Linked DNA regions of Athene noctua: region 1 is linked to region 2. The links are chromatin contacts, called in public Hi-C maps. All regions are on one chromosome and are shown on one strand. Each heading gives the region's core, a stretch centred on a gene start, on an enhancer-like site or on the middle of the called end of the contact. The rest is flanking DNA. Distances are from core to core; before and after follow the strand shown.

Region 1 (5,605 bases), core at 842-3,341, 190 kb before region 2:
CCTGCCCAGCCAGCAGCCGCCGGGCCCCGGCCGCGCTCCGCAGGCCGAGCAGTGCCCTCAGGTGGCCAAAGGGCCTCCCCAGCTCGGAGCCCCACGGCGCCGCAGAAACGGGGCGCACAAGCACATCTACAGCCCGTCCGAGCACAATTCCTTGTGGAGAAGCTGCAGCTTCTTACCAAGGCTGCGTTTAGAGACAGGCACCCCACCGCTTTCCAGGAACGTTAGAGGATCCGTGTCATGGCCAACAGAAGATGTCCCTAGAACTGGCGGCTGCTGCCACAGAGCGTGAAGTTTTAAGACAGATTTAAACACGGCCCAGCAGATACCAGAGGAGCCTGCTCTAACGCACTTGAAAACGGCCTCTGCCACAACTCAGCTGTCCGTGCATCTCTGCAACTACATTTTCAAGTCAATTTGCTCCTTCCCTTCAATGTACAGGTGGGATGAAAGCAAACGCACTGCTCAGAGGCATGAGGTGCAAGCTGCTTTTAAGCCCTGGTTTGTCATCTTATATTTATTTGTAAGGATGGCACCTAAAACACCTTTCTCACATGGCATCAGCCTGCCAGACTTTAAGTTACGCTTGTTTACTTGCGGCACACCTCGAGTTAGTAGGTCCCAACATTTTTTTCAGTCCACAGAGTTCCCCTGGCAGGGAAAAGTAAGGAGGACTCCCCCCTATTTTCACAGCTGGTTCAGCCCAGCCTCTTCTTCAGACACCAAGTCCATTTCCACTTGAAACAGTCCAAGTATTTTCTGCTGAGGCCAAGTACCCAACTCATTCAGCTTCCAAAAAGCACCCGTAAAGATTTCTCAACTCATCATCCTCTTTATGGCCATCTCAGAACATACCAGACTCTTGTAGAAGCTGGTCAACGTCCAGTCCCTCTCACTCTGTCAGGAGCCTGGGGAGCAGCACAGCTCTCGCTGGTTGTCCACAAACAGAGAGATCTTGAGAAGCGTATCTGAGTTGAAAGGAAAAAACAATAATCTCATTAGCTTAATGCTTTTTATCTGTATTCTGTACCCACAAAAATTTAACTGGTTTCTAAGAGCACTGAAGAAAAACTGAAGTAAAACTAACTTAGTAGACCAAATGAAAGGGATCACTAAGTCCCTTGTTACCCTGCAAGGCAGGATGGTGCTTCCAGCTGTGCCCAGGGTGTGATGGCGAGTGTTTACGACTGAAGTCACTCACAAGCTCTCAGAGCAGGTCACAGGGATTGACTGCAAACTGAGCGACGTCACCCGCTGCTACAGAGACCGACGCAGCCAGCACCAGCAGGCCCATGTGCTGCCGCCAGCACCGAGAGACCCGCACGGGGCTCACAGAGAGGCCCTCCGGGTCTGTGTAAGCAGGACTACCTTGAACAACGTCTTCCTTGTAACGCTCCAAAATCCTCTCCCAAGACTGCGGGAGGGCTTCCATGTCTGCCAGGCTGTCGCAGCTGATGCGGAGGAGGAGCAGTTTGCTCTCCAGGTAACTTCAAGGCCGATAAGGACAACAAAGAGAAAAAGGCACCCGCCAGCGCTGCCCGCGAGCCCCGCCAAAGAGGATACAGGTGCCGGTAGTAGCGCTCCACGTCCTGCAGCCCCTCCAGCGCATCAGCCAGCGAGGGGCAGCGCGGCCCGCGCCGCAGGGCCGCCGCCAGGCCCAGCTCCGCCGCCCGCTCCTCGTACAGCCGCAGCACGCCGGCCACGCCGGCCCCCACAGCGTCCCGCACGGCCCGCAGCTCCGCCCTGCGCGGCAGAACGGGGGGCGCTCAGCTGCGGCCGCGCGCCCCCCGCCTGGCCCGGCCCGGCCCGGCCCCCCCCGCCACGGCCGCCGCCTCACCGCCGGCTGCCGAGCTGCTCCAGCAGCGCCTCGGCCGCGCCGCGCTGCTTCCGCCACAGCCGCGCCCGCAGGTCGCTGAAGGCGCCCAGCGACGACCCGCCCCACGCCAGCCGCCGCGCCGCCCGCATCTGCGCCGCCAGCCCGGCCAGCGAGCCCAGCAGCGGCGCCCAGGCGGCCAGTGCCGCCCGCCAGGCCGCGTCCTGCCGCGCCGCCGCCGCCGCCCACTCCCGCAGCGCCGCCGCCACCGCCGCCGCCATGGCCACCCGCTCACCCGGAAGCGCTCTCCCGGGAGTCTACGTCATCACGCCGCGCCGAGCGCCGATTGGCTGCGCCGGACCCTGGTCGGCCGCGCCGCGCTGAGCGCTGATTGGCCGCGCCGCGCTGAGCGCTGATTGGCCGGTCTGCAGCGGCGGTTGGGTTTGAACGCGCGGCGGGCGGCAGCGCCTCCGGCCCGGAGCCCGATCCCCGGAGCCCGATCCCCGGTTCTCCATCGCCGGTTCCCCGTCCCCGGAGCCCGCCCCGCCGCCATGCCTCCCGCGCGGAAGAAGGCTGGCGCGAGTGCGCGCGGCAGGAAGCTGGCGGCCTTCTTGAAGGACTTCGACCGCGAGGGTAGGCCGGGGGCGGCGGGGAGCGGGGCCCGGGCCCGGAGCCGTGGCTGACGCCGTGTGCGTCCCCGCAGTGCGGACCCGGATCGAGCAGCTGCGGGCGAACGAGCAGCGGCTGGTGAAGGAGGCGGAGAACCTGTACAACATCGAGATCCTGCGGCTGCCGGTGGCGTTCCGCGAGATGAACTGGCTGGACTACCTCGGTACGAACGGGGCCGGGGCCTGGCTGGTGGGGGCACGCGTTCCCTTAGACAGTAAAACCGCGGCAATGAAGGCGCGGCCGGGATCCGCTCCGCCTGCACCCCCCGGGCGGGCGGCCCGCGCCGCGCTCTTTGTCTGAGGCCGCCCCCAAAGCTGCCTTGTGCGGGGTTCTGCGCCCTAGTGGCGGCGTGTTAAAGTGCCCGCGTGTAGCGCGTAGGCCGGCTTACACACAGAGTGACTTCTTCGAAAATTTTTTCTTTTTAGCTAAAGGAGGAAGCAAAAAGGTGTTGCAAGAGGCAGTAGCGGTAGGTATCCAGCTCTTCTGATGACGTTGTGGGAAACGAAGCGTTTCTGGGTCTGCGGGAGTGCTGCGATACCAGAGGTCGCAGAAGCTCTTTCATAAACGCTGCTTTAAGGCCTAACTGTGAGAGAGGCCTGTTGGATCCAAAGAGGATTTGCATGCTCACGCTGCTCCTTGTCCGTCTCCCCTTACCTGCTCGCTTTCCCTCCCAGACCCCCGAGAGCACACGCGCTTTTCAGTAAATTAAATGATTTCTACGCTGGCTGAGCAGCAGGGCACGGGTGAGGCGCGTCCTGCAGCTGCTAAACAAGGTGTGTGGGGCTGAGTGGCCTGCAGACCACGCGCGGGCACCTCCGGAATAACGTGGAAGGTCCCAGCCTGAGCACAACAGAAAACATGGAGGTGTTCTTGCTATGAAATAGGGGTTTGCTCTACAGCTTGGATTTCTCAGAACTCTTGTGCTACTGATAATCCTAATGGTGCTGTGACTGTTTCAATTTTAGGCAGACTTGGAAATAACAGAAATAAACAAGTTAACAGCAGAAGTTATCCAGACTCCTTTAAAAATCAAGAAAGGTCAGTTTGTTTTAAGCGCTGTGATGAGTCGTAAGACGAGAGCGGGTCAGGGTTTGCATGCTGTGAATAATCAGTTCTTATTTGCATCCTTCAATATATTTAAATAATCCTACTTTTTATCCTTACTAGCTGCAATAGCTTGTTAATTTTATTAAGCTACTAAATTTTAATTAAACCTGCTTTTATTAAATTTATTCAAACCTTAATTTTCTTAAAGTACTCAACCATTTGGATTACATTGGAATTGGATTTCTGAAGCAGATTGTTGCCAGAAATGCTTGTGGTTGTTTACCTCTGCTGCTAACTAATAATGTAAGGTTATTATTTATTTTCAACTTAGATAACACTTTCTCTTTCTAGTGGAAAAATTCAAACAGGGTATTGAAGCTATTGAGGAAGAAGCAGAGCGCCCTTTGCTTCCCGTAGCAAAGAAAGCAAAGCATGATAGCCAGTGTCTTCCAGAGCTGGAAGCTGAAAACATTAATCCAAAAGCTGGAAAGGTAAGCAGTTGCTCTTTGTGGTGACTTTATTCCCAAGGTATAAATGCTTACTGAGATGATGCCTACAATTATATAGCTGCCCAGGATACTTTGAGGGGGACTTCCACTTCCTGAAACTTCTAGCGGTCAGAGGAGGTCACAGAAGCTTGTACAGTGTTTGCTTCTGGGCTCTTGTGCCTTAAAAAGGAGCCTGTTGAGCCAAATGTTTTGTCTGGAAGCCTTTGTTCGTTGTGGGCTCAGCTGTCACACGAGAGCGAAGTAACTGATCCGGTGAATAACGTGTGTTTCAGGTGAAGGCATCCACGAAAAAAATGCCAGTGTCCAGGAGCAGGAGGCCTCCTTCGGTGAGGGTGAAGCGCATGAGTAAAAGGTAACGGGGTGTCTTTCACTGGCCTTCAAAAGTGGAGAATAAGTGTCTAGTGCTGCCGTAACTCCTAGCGGCATGGAGTGTGGTTTAGTAGGCTGGTGGGTATAGTTGTGCCGTGCTATAGGGAAAAATCCGTGATCTGAGAGCGGGTGGAGGACGGGCAGATTCCTCTCCTGCCATCCCCAGCTTTGGGGCTTGCCTTTGGTTAGCAAGAACCTCTGGTCTGGGGTGATAACCTCATTCAAGCCTTTGATAAGGTAGTAAGTTGCTTGTAAGTTTATTACAAATATTTTTTTATGAGCAGACATTCATTTATTTCCCTCTAACAGAACAAGCAAAAACAACTTCATCACCCCAGCTACGGGTAGGATTGTTGATCTCTGTGCGCGAGGAGGAACCTCCGTGGTCACGCCCAGGTTTGATTCCAGGTTTGTATCCTGTTAAATTTCCCTGCTAATCTCCTCTGTAGGGGAGGGCCTTGCCGTTCGCTCTGCGTGTGTGTCTGTCATCTGTTTGCAGCATGATCCTTAGTGGCCCTTCGAACCTGAAATGAAAGACTTTTAGTCAAAGTGCTTCGAGCAGCGGCGGTGACGTTACTCACGTAGAACTTTATCCGTTTCAGCGTTTTCAAGACGCCGGGTTTGCGCACTCCCGCGGTAAATGAGCGCGTTTACACCATCTCTGCCAATGGCAGCCCCCTCGCTGACAGCAACGACATCTTCATCACAGTCCCCGTCGGAGGAGGGGAGGTGAGTGAGGAACTTCAGCGTGTGAAATCTCTGCTGAAGGGAGAGCTTGTGACTCCTCGGGGGCCTGAGCACGTTCAGGTCGCCCACTCTTGTCTCTTCGGTTGTGCCGCTGCAGTTTATCAGGGCACTGATCTGTCTTAAAAGAACCTTGGAAGATTTTTAGTCGGAAGTGGGAGCGGTTCAAGCTGGTGAATGTAGAATGAGGTTTTGCTGTGAGTGTCAGTAACATTTCAAGTAGCTTCTGCTGGCAGTAGCGTGTTAATGCGCCGCAAGGAAGGTGCAAGATCAGCCTCTGGTCAAGCTGCATGTTGTTCTCTGCCTCTATGTGGTCTCCTAGTATGCTTGGATTTTATTTACTTTTTTCATTTCTTTTTTTGCTGCTTCCAGCTGCTACAGCTGACCAAACAGAAAACCTAAGCTTAGATTTGGTTTGGTTTTGTTTTTTCCACAGAGCATTCGTTTAACAACAAGT
Region 2 (5,311 bases), core at 756-3,255:
CACTTCTCAAAAATTAACAGTAAAGGAACATTTGACAATCACACATTCGTAGCCACTAGGAGAGCCACAGATTTCTAACGCTCAGTAGGAGTCACAAAAGTAAAATAAATCTCCCTGCACCCTTCCCTCACTGTTCACTAGTGGCCTGGGCTGCTGCCAGGACACCGCGTCCGTCAGACCACGGGCCTGGTCCAGGGCAGCCTCTCCTGCGCTCCCGTGACACTTTGGAAAGGTTTCCTTTATGATTTTCAGAACTGGAAAACACTGAACATACTAAATTCAAATCTAAGTAGAGAGAGCTCAGTACCAAAGCCTGCACTGAAGGTGAGCTACCACCACCACATGCCATCCGAAGAGCTTTGAGTCAGTGGAAAGTCATTCCTGCTAACACGCCTCGCCCAGGCTAACTACAAACCATACCCAGCGTTCCCATCAATTCTCATGAAAGAGTCAAAGCGATGAATGTAACCACAAAATACCAACAAGACGGGAAACCAAAAAAGAAAACGTTACCTGTAAGAAAGCATAGCAATTTGAAACAAAACTGTGTTCAGTGAAAAAAAAAAAAAATTCTTAAAAGATGCTGAGCTATTTTTTCAATGGCAAGATTCAAAGTGTGACTTGTGAGCCTTTGTTTAACACAGAGGAAGCAAGGCTTTGAGGAGCCTCTCCCCGCACCTACCCTGGGACTCCGTGCAAACGGCAACCATTCAGGATGTGTTAAAAATTTTCTCTACACTACGTTTGAGCATTTGGTTTAAGTTTACTTCCCAGTTTATTGGCTGGATGAAGTTTCGGCGCTTTCTTAATAAAATACAGCTTAAGCGCTGCAACTTTACAGTCTGGGAAAGAGACACGGCCGAAAGACTTTTTTTTTTTTTTTTTCGCCGCCTTCTTTAACAAAACGGTGCGGGCTGTGCTTCCTAGAACGAACCGGAGCGAAGCTCTCCGAGCGAGCCACATCCCCGGTAACGACACAGTAAACCCCGCCGGGGTGCCGCGGGGATGCCCCGTCCCCGGGACCCCGGCCGCGGAGGCACCGTGCAGCGCCCCCCGCTCCCCCCCGCTCCCCGGGGGAGCCCCGCCGGCCCGCCCCGACCCGCCCGGGGCTGCGGGGGCCGAAGCGAGCGGCAGCGGCGGCTCCCGCCGCCCGTCCCGGCCCGTCCCGACCCACCTGATCGCCGTCCCGGGGCCCGGCCGCGCTCGCTGCTCGCCCGGCGGTGGGCAGGCTCGGCGCGGCTCTGCTCCCCAGCCCCGCGGCGCGGAGCCCGGCCCGGGGCGGGGCCGGCGGGCTGGGCCGCCCGGTGCCCGCCCCGCACAAACACTCGCTCCGAGAGCTCGGAGCGGGTCACGCCGCCGGCGGCGGGTGCGAGCGGGACGCGCCCGCCAGCCCGGGCGCCCCCGACCCCCGCGGGATGCTCCCCGCGCAGCACCGGTGCGCGGCGGGATCGCCCTCCCGCGGCCGCCTCCCCCTTCGCTTCCGAGCGGCCACCCCGGAGCCCGGCGACCGCCGAGCCCGCCCGCCCCGGGCCGCGCCTCCCCGCGGCTCAGCCCAGGCGGGCCCCGGGGGAACGGGCCGGCTGCGGGCTCCTCTCCGCCAGCGGGCGGCGGGTGAACACGAGGCGGCCCCGCGGCTCCCCCTCCTGGGGGCGCCGGCTCTTCCCCCGCGCAGCCGCGACGACCCCGCGGCCGAAACCCTCGTGGAGCCGGGGCGGGGGCTCGGCCGCGTCCCCGCTCCCGGCACCGAGGCCGCGGCTGAGCCCGGCCTACGCGCCCCGGGCGGCCCCGGCGGGGCCCCGGCAGGGCTCGGGGCGCCGGCAGCCTGGGCCCGGGTCCCCCGAGCGGGTTCGGGCAGGGCCCTCAGGGCCGCCCCGGGGGAGGCCGGGCCGGGCCGGGCCGCTCCAACCCCCGGCCCGGGCGAGAGGAGCGGTTCGGGACGCCCGGGGCCACCGTCGCCATGGAGACGGCGCCACCTCCCGGCGAGCCTCGCGCGCGACCTCTGACCCCGCGACCCGCCGCTTCCGGCCGGCGCGCGCCGCGTGGCCCGTCACAGCGCGGCGGCGGGTCGGGCCGGGCCGGGTCGGGCCGCCGCCATGTCGTCCGCCTTCAGGAAAGCCGCCAAGTCGGGGCAGCGCCCGCACCGCGAGCGGGCCCAGGTCAGTGCGCCGGGCCGGGCCGGGCCCGGCCCCGCCGCCGGTGGCCGGAGGCGGCGGCCGCCCCCCATAATGTTGTCTGCCTTCCCTCCTAGCCCGCCCGCCGGCAGAAGCTGGGCCTGCTGGAGAAGAAGAAGGACTACAAGCTCCGCGCCAAGTGAGCCGGGGGCCCGGGCTGGGGCGGGGGTGGCGGTGGAGGAGCCGGCGTCCGCCTCGCACCGGAACGGGGGCGCCTCGGCCCGCCGGGAACGGGCGGGTCAGGATCGGGGCGGGGGGGGACGCGAGGGCGAAGGCGCCACAAAATCGTTCTCGTTGCGGTTAACGCGAATCTCGCAAGGGTGCGTTTGCGCTTCTAACGGCCGGTGCCGTAGATCCGTGAGGGCCGAGCAGGCCGGTGAGCTCTGCCGAGCGGGTGGGGGCCTTTCCCTCCTCTCTAACCCTCCCCGCGGAACGCTGACCATTTCCAGCTTTGTGAGGGACCGACCCGTGCGCCGAGGTCATTTGGTGATGTCCAGCTCCATGTGCGGAGCCTTCTCGGCTGCCTCAAAGCTCTGAGCATCACTTTGGAGGACTCAGCATCTCATCGGGGAGTGTGAACATGGAGAAACTGCTCAACAACCCTCTGGTTTGGTTTTTTATTTTTTTCCCAGTGACTATCACAAGAAACAGAATGCCCTCAGAGCACTCCAGAAGAAAGCTCTGGAGAAGAATCCTGATGAGTTCTACTTTAAAATGATACGTGCAGAGCTCCAGGTGAGAATCTAAATTGCCTTCAAGCAGGGTTACACTCTGTTGCTCTAAGTAACATATTTTCTTTTTTCCTACCTTGCTTTTAATTTATTAATTAGTAAATAAACTAGCAGATTTGGTTTGGTGCCTGTGGAAGGCTTTGAAGAAGATGAGGGGCGAAGGACAAGAAGGTTCTTTTGCTTTTATTATTGGGACCCATGGAACGCTACAGCTGGAATGGCATCTGTCTAAGTGCTGTGTTTGGTTTCAGGATGGAGTTCATAAAATAAAGCAGCCAAAGGATGAAGTGACCCCAGAGCAGGTGAAATTGATGAGGACACAGGATATTAAATATGTGGAAATGAAAAGAGTGGCAGAAGCCAAGGTAATAATTCACTTTTTTAGTGTTTCCAGTTTGCTCAGAATGGTTCTTTTTATTGTGGGGTTTTTGTTGTTGGCGATTGTGTTTTTGTTTAGTAACTGTTTAGTTACACAAATCTGGAAATGATAGATGGAAGTGCCAGTGAGGCTCTCTTTGTAGAACCTAAAGGTGTGCTGACTAATGCTATTATACTATGCATTATTATAAACTATGGCAATTTCTTATGTAAATTTCAGACATTAAACCTGTGCTCTTGCATCTCGCGTTTATAAAAAATTGAGAGTTGTTGTTACTGAAGTGGGTTGTTTGAATACGGCTGGCAGGCAATCAACAGAAATATGACCCACTTCTGAAAGTGTTTTATGCTCTGGTGTTGATCCACACGGCGTCACTGCAGGTAAAAAAAAAATAAAGTGAGCTTTGAATTTTCCTTCATACTTTTGCTCAGTGGTTTCATGGTAATCATTCCTGCTTTGTCTGCCGTACAGGTAGCTTAGTGGTTTGAATATTGATTCGTACATACTTGGCTGGGTAATGCTGGAAATGGCTATTAACCTCTACTCGAAAAGGTTATGGAGACATGACATAAACATAGACTAGATATATTTGCAAAGATTAAAAAGGAAAGAAGAGTTCGGATGCTTGAGAAACAGGAATTCGCCTCGGGGAGACATTATTTATCTTGTTCCCGGATGTTTGGCACAACAGAGTCGCTTTTCTACCTGCAGAAAATCGAGAGGCTGAAGTCGGAGCTCCATCTGCTGGACGCTGCGGGGAAGAAGCCCAGCAAGCACGTGTTCTTTTTTGATAGCAAAAAAGAAGGTAAGATTTAAATAGGTTGTATCAGAAAACTTGTTCTGGGATGGTTTATTGTTGGCCGTTTAATATAGTGTCGTGCTTTCTTTATGCTGTTATTAAAAAACAGGAATAGTAGCTGAGGTGCTCTAGAAATCTCTTGATTGCTAGGTGGGACCCCGCTCTGCAGGAGCCGTGTTGCTGGGGCTCCCATCGCTGACTCTGATCAGCTTCACGTTTGGAAGGTTTGCTGAGCGTTAGTCCAGGAAGTCCCGGTGAGTTTATTCCTAAATTTATCTTTATTTACAGTTCAGGAGTTTGATATTGTGACTCACCTGGATACTGTTCCAGAGCTTGTAGACAGAGTGTACAACCGTCCCACCGTCGCAACGCTGCAGAACGAGGCGCTGAAGGGAGCTACTGACCCCGCCCACTTAAAGGTAGTTTGTAGTGCCACTGTTTCTGTGATAGTTTTCTTAATTTTTTACATCTTGTGTATAATAAGCACTCAAGAGGATTCGTTGGACTGTCGTGGAGGAGAACAGAGTTGTTCTGTTGTCTTAACTTTTCTGATGGTGACTCAAGGCTGTAGTGGATGTCGCTTGATCACCTGGTGCCCCGAGCCTACAGGCAGATCTCTGGACAGATGCAGGGAACTTGTTCACTTGTGTCCTGGTCCACGGTGGAGAATAAACCAGGAGTTGTGACCTGTGGGCCTGAAAGGAAGGGTATGGATCTGATTAGGCAGTTTGCTTGGCAAATCTGATACATTTTCCTCTGGTACACAACATACACCTATGGGACTATCTTTTCATCAGATTGCTGCAGTTTTAAGTGTGATTTTTCTGCAGCATGTACTGTTAAGTGTCCCCTTTCACCTCCCCAAGAACCCTTGCACCCCCTGAATAGAGATATGAAGAAGTTTATTCCAACATAGATGTGTCTGTTGTTGGGTTTCTGATCTCACGGTATTTTTCAGTTAGGTTCTGAGCCTGAAGTGGCTTGTGATTCAGGATCTGTCTCCCCAGTTTTCTTAGACGTTTAAGCTATAGACTCGCTTCCTGATTTCAAGTGTTTCATGATCCTTCAGGATGAATTGCTTACGCAATCAACTTCAATTCTGATATCACAGCACTTCTGTCCTAGAAGTAGCTACGCTCAGTTTTAACACTGTAAATACAGCTTAATTAGTTTAGATATATTAGACAGTCCCATAAGCTTGAGTTGGTATGTATAAGGTAAAAATAAAGTT

What was found. Hi-C and Micro-C count contacts between places; a contact is called where the count stands out from the background.
Region 1: a contact with region 2 is called in a Hi-C map of heart, with 7 times the contacts expected there. The contact joins the promoter of AIRIM here to the promoter of UTP11 in region 2. A contact is called at or near these places in 2 of 2 Hi-C or Micro-C datasets (heart and liver).

The regions. Positions count from the first base shown.
Region 1 is chr24:599,322-604,926 of bAthNoc1.hap1.1, reverse strand. AIRIM (AFG2 interacting ribosome maturation factor) reads right to left here and starts at 2,091. Exons shown (of 5, transcript XM_074926274.1): 1 at 1,835-2,091; 2 at 1,561-1,740; 3 at 1,366-1,484; 4 at 853-965. The coding sequence starts at 2,091. The coding sequence ends at 898. It overlaps CDCA8 (cell division cycle associated 8), which reads left to right and starts at 2,362. Exons shown (of 10, transcript XM_074926249.1): 1 at 2,362-2,443; 2 at 2,514-2,642; 3 at 2,905-2,945; 4 at 3,445-3,517; 5 at 3,878-4,017; 6 at 4,308-4,387; 7 at 4,714-4,812; 8 at 5,007-5,133; 9 at 5,585-5,605. The coding sequence starts at 2,362.
Region 2 is chr24:410,845-416,155 of bAthNoc1.hap1.1, reverse strand. UTP11 (UTP11 small subunit processome component) reads left to right here and starts at 2,005. Exons shown (of 8, transcript XM_074926001.1): 1 at 2,005-2,156; 2 at 2,249-2,310; 3 at 2,804-2,906; 4 at 3,154-3,267; 5 at 3,993-4,086; 6 at 4,369-4,499. The coding sequence starts at 2,094. FHL3 (four and a half LIM domains 3) reads right to left here and starts at 1,305. Exons shown (of 6, transcript XM_074925997.1): 1 at 1,175-1,305.